Linked DNA regions of Ovis aries: region 1 is linked to region 2. A link is a contact called in public Hi-C data. All regions are on one chromosome and are shown on one strand. Each heading gives the region's core, a stretch centred on a gene start, on an enhancer-like site or on the middle of the called end of the contact. The rest is flanking DNA. Distances are from core to core; before and after follow the strand shown.

What was found. Hi-C and Micro-C count contacts between places; a contact is called where the count stands out from the background.
Region 1: a Hi-C map of liver shows a contact between it and region 2, with 2.6 times the contacts expected there. The contact joins two enhancer-like sites. A contact is called at or near these places in 3 of 16 Hi-C or Micro-C datasets (liver, mixed tissues and tail adipose tissue).

The regions. Positions count from the first base shown.
Region 1 is chr22:22,955,176-22,959,742 of ARS-UI_Ramb_v3.0, reverse strand. It overlaps SUFU (SUFU negative regulator of hedgehog signaling), which reads right to left. Exons shown (of 12, transcript XM_015103389.3): 7 at 1,775-1,931. Among named protein-coding and RNA genes, the nearest start is that of TRIM8, 42 kb to the left of the region's middle. Within about 2 kb of position 2,597, at least 11 of the 54 cell types and tissues checked have an H3K27ac peak or open chromatin away from gene starts, as enhancers often do. A contact at or near this core is called in liver, where this site is marked.
Region 2 is chr22:22,857,616-22,862,071 of ARS-UI_Ramb_v3.0, reverse strand. All of the region lies in intron 8 of MFSD13A (major facilitator superfamily domain containing 13A), which reads right to left. It overlaps ACTR1A (actin related protein 1A), which reads left to right. Exons shown (of 11, transcript XM_004020147.5): 11 at 1-1,201. Among named protein-coding and RNA genes, the nearest start is that of MFSD13A, 16 kb to the right of the region's middle. Within about 2 kb of position 1,306, at least 23 of the 54 cell types and tissues checked have an H3K27ac peak or open chromatin away from gene starts, as enhancers often do. A contact at or near this core is called in liver, where this site is marked.

The DNA of each region.
Region 1 (4,567 bases), core at 1,348-3,847, 96 kb before region 2:
CTCTGGGCCCCAACAGCCCCATTCCCGTCCTTAGAGCCCAGCTCTGCAGATGTGCTGGGAAAAGCCCCCGAGGAGGCTGGTCCTGAGGCCACTCCAGCTATCAGCTGTGAGATCTGAGTGCAGCGTGAGGACACGGGGCAGACGAGGCATCATGTACCCCCGAAACTTCTGGTCTGAAGAGCACCACGCTTGTAGAAGACAAGGCCCTGGACCCCAGAAGGGCACCTTCCAAGGCAGGGCTCTCTCCTCCACTGTCCTTCCTTTCCTGTGTCACAGGCCTTAGGCTTACCCCTAACATGGGTCCAGACAGTGACTCACAAGACAGCCACTGCCCAAGACCACCCAGGAATTCCGCCTGCTTACTGGATGTAAGTAACGGCTGCAAGTGCTCTGCCGCGAACGGGCAGGCGAACCTGACACAAGTTTCTGGGTTCGGTGTGGTCAGCTGGTGTCTGGTCTTGTCACCCTTTCCCCTGGGGCCAGGTCAGTGGGATGCTGAGTCATCTTCCCACCTTGGTCCCATCCCAGGGAACCCTGCCTCTCCACAGATCTGCCAAGGACCAGGAGGTAAGAAAGGAGTCTCTTGGTGGAATTATTTCTTTGCAAGATGCTTTGCTGGTCTTCGGGGTAAAGCTTACTACTCTGGTCCCCTATATTGAGATTTTGGTCTAAGACTTATTTCTGCAAACACACACTAAAAAGCAAATTAATGTTGGTTGATCAAAGAGTGGGCTTAGGGTAGATGCTGAACATGATTAGTGACTTTTCTAGCTGTTTGTTACAGCGTCATGGATCTTACTTAAAAGAATTTTTTAAAAATAGCCAATAATGGTTGAAATTTTGGACAAAGCTGTGAATCCTTCCTTAAATTAGCTCTTTTTCACAAAAGCAACTGGATGAGTCTAATAACTGTACAGTCTCTTAGAGCCTCCCTGGAACTTGGCACATCATTAGAACAAGCAGGAAGGAAAGAAAAGGGTCAGATACTTGCATGAGGGGTTTAAGTTGTTCTTTATGGAAAGAAAACCTTTTATAAGTGCTATCACAAGTGTTTGTATTTTATGCAGGACCAAGTATCTTACTCTTCAAAAGATAAAGAAAGGGGGAAGAATAGAGAAAGGAAGTAGAGAGAGCAGCTATAAGCACATCTTTATATACGGCTGCTTTTCTTTTGAAGATAGTTAGAGATCCCGTTTCTTTAAAACCATGACTATTTCTCTAGCCAAGACTAGCATGGTGAGCTTCCAACAGGAGAGTCATACCCTCCTCCAAGGCGCACTCCCTAGGTTCAGAGGTAAGGGTGCTTGCCCCTGCCCCTTACTTTGTATCTGCAAGACAGTGTGTGTGGAGGGGTTGGGTAAAGTCTATAAACTGGTCTCATACTCAGGCCTTTCCCATAAGAGGCCTGGGCAGGCCTGAGGCCAGTGTGATCCTCGGGTCTGGCATGTCTTTCAGGCTAGAGCTGGGCCCTGTGTCAATTCTGTGGGTGGCCAGGGCTTGTTCTCCTGCACTTGGGTGGACTATGGCCGTTTCCTGTAACTGTTCTAGGGCTTCTACTCACCTCCCTGACCTCAGATTGCAAGGGGCAAATCTAAAACATAATGGTCCCTGCTGGAGGTGCAATGTGAAATGCACACACACACACACACACCCCAGGAGAAATGGGCCAGTAAAGCTCCCTCCATTCCACCTTGCTGGAGATCTCACTGGCGGCTTAAATCCTGCCAAGAAATGCTAAAACCCAGCCTGGGCAAGGGCAAGGCAAGGCCCCCACCTTTGCCTGAGAGCCGCCGGGGCTGAGCGCCCACACAGATGCTCCGGCTGTCCTCGTCATCCTCGGGGGGCCGGCTCAGGTCATCCCAGGCACACTTGGCACTGACACCACTCAGGTTGGAGCCGTCTGTCTCGATGCCTTTGTCAACTCGCTCCTGCTTGGAAAGAACCAAAGAGCCAGAGTTCCTTCAGCCAACCAGTGGCCCAAGGTCACCACCCATATTTGCTTGCCCATATTTACTCGGCCTCAATAAGAGCTAAGGGCTTCCTTGGTGGCTCAGCGGTAAGAATCTACCTGCCAATGTGGGAGAGGAGGGCTCGACCCCTTGGTAGGGAAGATACCTTGGAGAAGGAAATGGCAACCCACTCCAGTATTCTTGCCTGGAGAATCCCACGGACAGAAGAGCCTGGTGGGCTGCCGTCCATGGGGTCACAAAGAGCTGGACATGACCAAGCCCGAGCATGAGTAAGAGCTAAGCGTGGGACAGGTGTCAGAAGAACAGGATTCCTGACTATTCTGCGCTGGTTACTAACGAATGACAGTCTCTGCCAGCCACTGGGCTCCTCCAGGAGAACCAGCAGTTAGGGGAGCTGGGGAGAATGGAAATCCCAAGGGAAGCTTCTTCTCACTCATTAGACTTCCAGTATAGTGACCTTCATACCTGTTTCAGAGCCCTGACTCTGCCCACCCTGTGCTGGCCTGTGGAGCTGACGTAGCAGGGCCAGGAACTACCTCCCGGAGGAAAGGCACAGTTCTTCCTCTGCTGACTGATCACCCGGCCCTGCTCCAGAGGCCAGTGTGGAAGCCAGCCATAGGCGGGAGAGACTGGGACTCAGCCCCACCTCTCCAGCCTCACACCTGCAGTCTCTTCTTCCAACAGCAGAGGGTGTGGTCACATGGTGACGAGCCCCCAGAGAGCAGAAGGGCAGGACTTTCCCTGCAGCATTGCTGACTTGTTTGGCCAAGGATTCTGGATGGAAATTCTTTTCCATTTCTTAGACTGAACTGGCGGCCAGGAGGGCGGTGAGCATCTGCAAGCCCCACCAGAGGTCCTGCCTTCACACAGGCCTCGACATTGTGGAGACCAAACACTCTCCAAATGGTCTCAAGGAAGAGGTGAACACAAACATCCTGGGATTTCCGATAAAATACAGTTGTGCTGTTGGGCTTTGGATGAAAGGTCAAAAGCCTTTGGATGAGGCTCCCACAACCTTGTTCATAAACAGTCATGTGGGCCAAATAAAGCTCCTGAGTCAGGACCTCAATTAGAATCTGCTCCTCCCTGTCTGGGGACCTTCTCCCCATGGCTTCACAGGCCCATACTGGCCGGCTGCTTGGCCGGGAAGCCTGTTCAGAAAGCACAAGGTAAGCCTACAGAGAGGGTCCTTATTTCTGGACACCATTAGCAGGTGGCCCTGGCCTGATGCCTCCTTCCCATCAGCCCCCCCCCCCCCCATCTCCAGGGCTCCCATCAGCCCAGGCAAAGCTGGAGATTCTGAGCTGACAACAGGGAGTGGCTCTCTGTGCCCTAGGCAGGGGTGTGTGGGTGCTGGTTTGCTCAGGATAGAGTCTATGTTCTCCCTTCTCCACTGGCCACCTTGGGGCCCCTCACCTAAGCAAGAAGCTGAAGACATCTCTTGGCTCAATGAGCTCAGCCCACTTACTTTATGAGTAAACAAGAAAGGGTGAAGACGCTGAGGAGTCTGGGGACTTGTTCCCGCACACAGCTGGCTAGTGGTAGAGTGTGGAGCAAAGGGCCAGGAGCAGCTCTAAAACAAACCAGCTGCAAGTAGACCCCAGAGACACAAGTGAGCACAGAGCAGCTCCCACTGGGTGCACACCGAGGTGCTTTGTTGCTTTTAAAGAACACTAGTGCTCTGGGTCCTGCTGGCTGGCCTTAGGGACAGACACCTGAAGACTAGAGAGGAGAGCTGTTCTCAGCATGTAGAGCAAGGACAGGCTGCTTACCCTAGTAGCTTAACGATCAGGTGCTTTCTTAGCACTTGGCACTTAGGACAGGGGCCAAAGCAACAGCCCACGGTGCCCTGTGCTGGATCCCAGTGTGGCTGCCAAACAAGGGCTTAGGGAAACACAGCCATGTGGTTCTGGTTCTTGCATAAGCAGAAGCTACTAGGAAACCAAGTTAAAGGAGAGATAACAGAGGATCCTGGAAGTGATCGGAAAGCTTCAGTGTTCAAGGCACTAGGTAAACAGTAGCATCATCTGTGAATGAGTAGGCTTCTGCCTGAGAACTCCCAGGTCTGCAGTAATGAGCCCAGGGACCACAGGCTACCTGTCTGCCTGCTACCTCTCCCTACCCCCTCCCAGCCTTCCTAAAGGACACTAACTCTTGGCACTAACACAGGCTGCCTGTGGTCTGTGAGATTTCTACAGAGGCATAAAATGTTCAGAGATGGCAATGACTTGCAAAGGGCAAGGGCAAAAGAGAAGGAGGCAGGCATGTGCCAGGCACATTACTGGCTGTCTGCGGTTCCTGTTTCATGAGTGGCCCATAAGAAACAAAGTTATGCTCTACCCAGCTTTCAAAATTCACCTGCATACAAACAGAGCGCTGCTTCTAAAAATCCCAGAGATGACACTGACGCTCTGTACAGGTGGGCCATACACAGCGAGTGGGAACGGCCAACCTGTGTGTATAAAGACTTTCTTTTCTAGATCAAGGGATACCAACCTACCCACAGGAGGAGCTCAGCGTCTGACTGCCCAAGATGAAAATGATCTGAAAGAGGGTAGGATCTTTAGACCAATCGGCGCTCAGCCCCGCAGCTGGGC
Region 2 (4,456 bases), core at 57-2,556:
CAGGTTTAGAAAGCTGGAGAAGCACTCCAGGAGCTGTTTTTGAGACTTCCCTGTCAGGAGCGGGCAGGATGCCCTCAACTTCACCTGGGGACCAGGACCACACTGGGCATTTGAGGAGGGCATGGAGTGCTACATCTGATCAGTGGCAGGCTTACTGCTCCAACCCCCAACCCCATCTGGGGATCTCGGGAGAGTTTCAGGAGCCTGTTGGCCTCAGGTCCTGTTAACTTGCTTTCCATCCATCCATGGGCAGTGCCATTTTCAGTTTTATTTATTGAAGTATTTGTTCAGTTAGGGGACTGGAGAGAGGGAGCTCACTGCCCCGCCCACCAGTCACCCTGTTCACACTAATGTTTACAGCGCCTAAGCTTAGCATAGCGTTCAGGGCCCTGCCACTCCCTGCCACTCCCTGCCAACATGAACTGACAGTATCCACAGGCCTCAGGACCATATGGGATCAGAGGCTACATTCAAAGTCACTCCAGCCTCTCTCTTTCTCCCTCTTCTACTTGCTCACTGCCCTGGAATCAACAGGCTGGTTGCTGGTTGGATTTTTCTGAAATAGGAGGCAGAATCACCATTTGGCAGAGGCTCCTGGCAAAGGAGGGGTGTTGGGGATGCCGCCTCCTTAGGACTGGAGAAAGAGCCACAGTTAACCAAGCTGCCTTTTCCCGTGCTAGCTGACCCCAGGGGACTAGCTTGTAGAGGCCAGGCAGCCCCTGCTGGCTGACTTGTGCCATTCTTGTATTTGGACTTGTTTGGTCACGGAAGGAGGGGCCAGACCAGGCTGCCAGGAACTGATGGGCTCAGGCTCACTTCCTCTCGTCCAGTGGGGCCAGGCGCCTACCCTGGACTGGGCTGGCCTGGCAGGGGTCCAAAGGCTCTTCAGCCCAGAAGGTGCAAAGCTGGGGCTAGCAGATATTCACTGGCACCCTCACCCATGACACCAACACTTGCCCGACCCCAGATTCCAGGCAGTATTCTCGACCCCATGCCGTCCAATGACCAAAGGCCCTGCCAGGTGTGGGCCGCAGCAGCAGGTGTGTGTGAAAGCGATGTGGCGACCCGCGGACTGCAGTGTGCTTAACCAGCTCACCTCCCTCCTCTTAGCCCAAGCCTGTCCCCTGCACAGCCTCGCACAAACCATGTTGCCTGGTGGGGCCCAGTGTACTTAAATAAACTCGTTCTAATAGACACATCAGCTGGGCCTCTGTCTGTAGTCAGTGCAGGGTGGGAGGAGGGAGGAGCTCTGGGCCCTGAGACTGGGCCTAGTCTGTCCTCTAGAGGGCATGTTGCGCCCGCCAGACTTGGCCAGACCTTCAGCCAAGTCCCAGCCTGTCGGGTGCATGCAAAGATGCTGTTGACAAGCCCAGAGACCAGGCCAGGAACTGAGAGTCCATGCCCTGTACACATGCCCAAGCCCATGGATGAGACTCCACCCACAATGACGCCAGCTCTTCACATCTCTGAAGTCAGGAGCTTATTAAAATGCAGTTCCCAGGGTCTATGCTCAGATATTCTGATTAATCACTTCTCCATTTTAAACCTGTATACTTGAGCAGAGCAGTTCAGTTCATTTCAGTTACTCAGTCGTGTCCGACTCTTTGCAACCCCATGAATCGCATCACACCAGGCCTCCCTGTCCATCATCAACTCCCGGAGTACACTTAGACTCACATCCATCAAGTCAGTGATGCCATCCAGCCATCTCATCCTCTGTCGTCCTCTTCTCCTCCTGACCCCAATCCCTCCCAGCATCAGTCTTTTCCAATGAGTCAACTCTTCTCATGAGGTGGCCAAAGTACTGGAGTTTCAGCTTTAGCATCATTCCTTCCAAAGAAATCCCAGGGCTGATCTCCTTCAGAATGGACTGGTTGGATCTCCTTGCAGTCCAAGAGACTCAAGAGTCTTCTCCAACACCGCAGTTCAAAAGCATCAATTCTTCAGCGCTCAGCCTTCACAGTCCAACTCTCACATCCATAAATGACCACTGGAAAAACCATAGCCTTGACTAGACGGACCTTAGTCAGCAAAGTAATGTCTCTGCTTTGGAATATGCTATCCAGGTTGGTCATAACTTTTCTTCCAAGGAGTAAGCATCTTTTAATTTCATGGCTGCAATCACCATCTGCAGTGATTTTGGAGCCCCCCAAAATAAAGTCTGACACTGTTTCCACTGTTTCCCCATCTATTTCCCATGAAGTGATGGGACTGGATGCCATGATCTTCGTTTTCTGAATGTTGAGCTTTAAGCCAACTTTTTCACTCCTCTTTCACTTTCATCAAGAGGCTTTTTAGTTCCTCTTCACGTTAGGGATGGGAATTGCTAGCACTTTACAAGTGTTAACCATTTGATTCTCGCAACAACTAAAATGGAAGTATATTTGTTACTCACTTTACAGATGACAAAATAGAGCCACAGAGAGATTATGTAGTTTCTCCCAAGTCTGCCCTTTGTTAGCTAGAATTTGAACCCAGGCAATATAGCACTAGACTACATTCTTAACTGTGATGCAGACCTTCAAATAACCATTGGTCTAGGACAGTGGTTCCCAATTAAGGTCAGTTTGCCTCTCAGGACACATTTGGCAATGTCTGAAGGTGTTTGATGGAGAAGGCAATGGCAACCCACTCCAGTACTCTTGCCTGGAAAATCCCATGGATGGAGGAGCCTGGTAGGCTGCAGTCCATGGGGTTGCACAGAGTTGGACACAACTGAGTGACTTCACTTTCACTTTTCACTTTCATGCATTGGAGAAGGAAATGGCAACCCACTCCAGTGTTCTTGCCTGGAGAATCCCAGGGACAGCGGAGCCTGGTGGGCTGCCGTCTATCGGGTAGCACACGACTGAAGCAACTTAGCAGCAGCAGCAGCAGGAGGTGTTTGGTCATCATGACTGGGGAGAGATGCTACTGACATCTAGCAGGCAGAGGCCATCCACAATAAAGAACTCCCCAGCCCCAAATGTCTGTAGAGCCCAGACTAAGAAACGCCGGCCTAAAGCCGAGGTTTCTAGTCCAAGTCACACAGTAAAGAAACAATTTTTTAAAAGTCATCTTTGGAAGATCCTGCAACTCCAAGGTTAAGGATCTCTAGCCTAGCCATGGCCACTCCCTGCCCACCTCCAGCAGTGGTACATGGGAAACACACTGGGGCTATGACCACAGGCCTGAAAGCTGTTTGGCTCCCAGGGGCCCATGAGGCTACCGGTCTGCAGGCTCTCCCCACTACCTCAGTGAACCTGATGCAGCGTCCCCCTCCGCCCTACCCTACTCATCTTTGAAAACGTTCTCAGGCTGCTCTTATTAAGGAATCCTGTTCTCCAGCCCACTGCTCCCATACACAGCAAAGACTCCAGGAATGGAAATAGAAATGACTGGCTTTAATCAGTTTGTGATGAGATGAACCTCACTGAGAGGTCATTTGGGGTTCAGGGGCGCCCTGCAGCAGCTGGGGCATGCTACTCCAGGTGCGGCTGAAGCAGAGAATTCTGAGAGAAATCACTGGAAGGGGCAGGTAGGACTCCCAGTCCTGACCAGGCAAAAGTGGTTTTGGAGCCCACACAGGGCGCCAGCCCCAGCCAGGTAGGAGTAATGGCCTCCATACCCATAGCAACCCCATATGACCACAGGGCGGGCCCCACCCTTCTCGGTCCTCTTCTTCTGCTCTAGAGGAGGAAGCAGGTCCCTGAGCACACACATGGCCCAGCCTTTGCCCAAGCTGGGCCAGACAGTCATGCAGGAACTTAGACCCCAGTGACACTCCAGCTCAGCCCCAAGTGCTCCCACTCTGCCATCTGTCCTCCAGGCAGGACCCCAGGGAGGCGGAAGAGCAGGACACAGGGCTGGCGGCCCCAGGGCTATAGGTAGTGTCCTCATCGGGGTGGCTTTGCACTCCCCTCACACCATCTTAATGTCCAGGGTCTGGGCCCGTGACAGGCTCTGGCGCTGGGCTTTGACCATGTGCAGGCGCCTCCCGTGCAGCGTGAACTGGGACCAAGTGAACAGCTGCAGCAGAGCGCAGGCGATGGGCACCAGCACCAGCAGGTGGAAGCAGCCCTGGCGGAGCGCGGGGGCCTGTGCCGGGGGCGGAGCCGGGGGCTCCGGCCAGGGCTGAGCACTCCCCACAGGGGACGGGGGGTGCCGCTGGAAGAGATCATGACCTAGGACAAGAGAGCCCGCAGAAAGAACAGGTCAGCCCTGGCCTCCAGAGTCCACAGTGCCTCATCTCAGATGTCACATGGACATGTCCAAACCCCAACTCTCAATTCCGCACCCAAACTTGCTTCTCCCCGGTTCTTCCTTCTTGCGGAATGGCACCACTATCCCCCCAATAACCAATGTCTTCCTAGAGTCCTCAATTAGCTTCACCATTCCCCAAGAGCCAATCCTTCACCTCCCCCAACTCCAAAACACAGCCCAAACCAAACACTTCTTTTCCGCCCCCAGCACCACC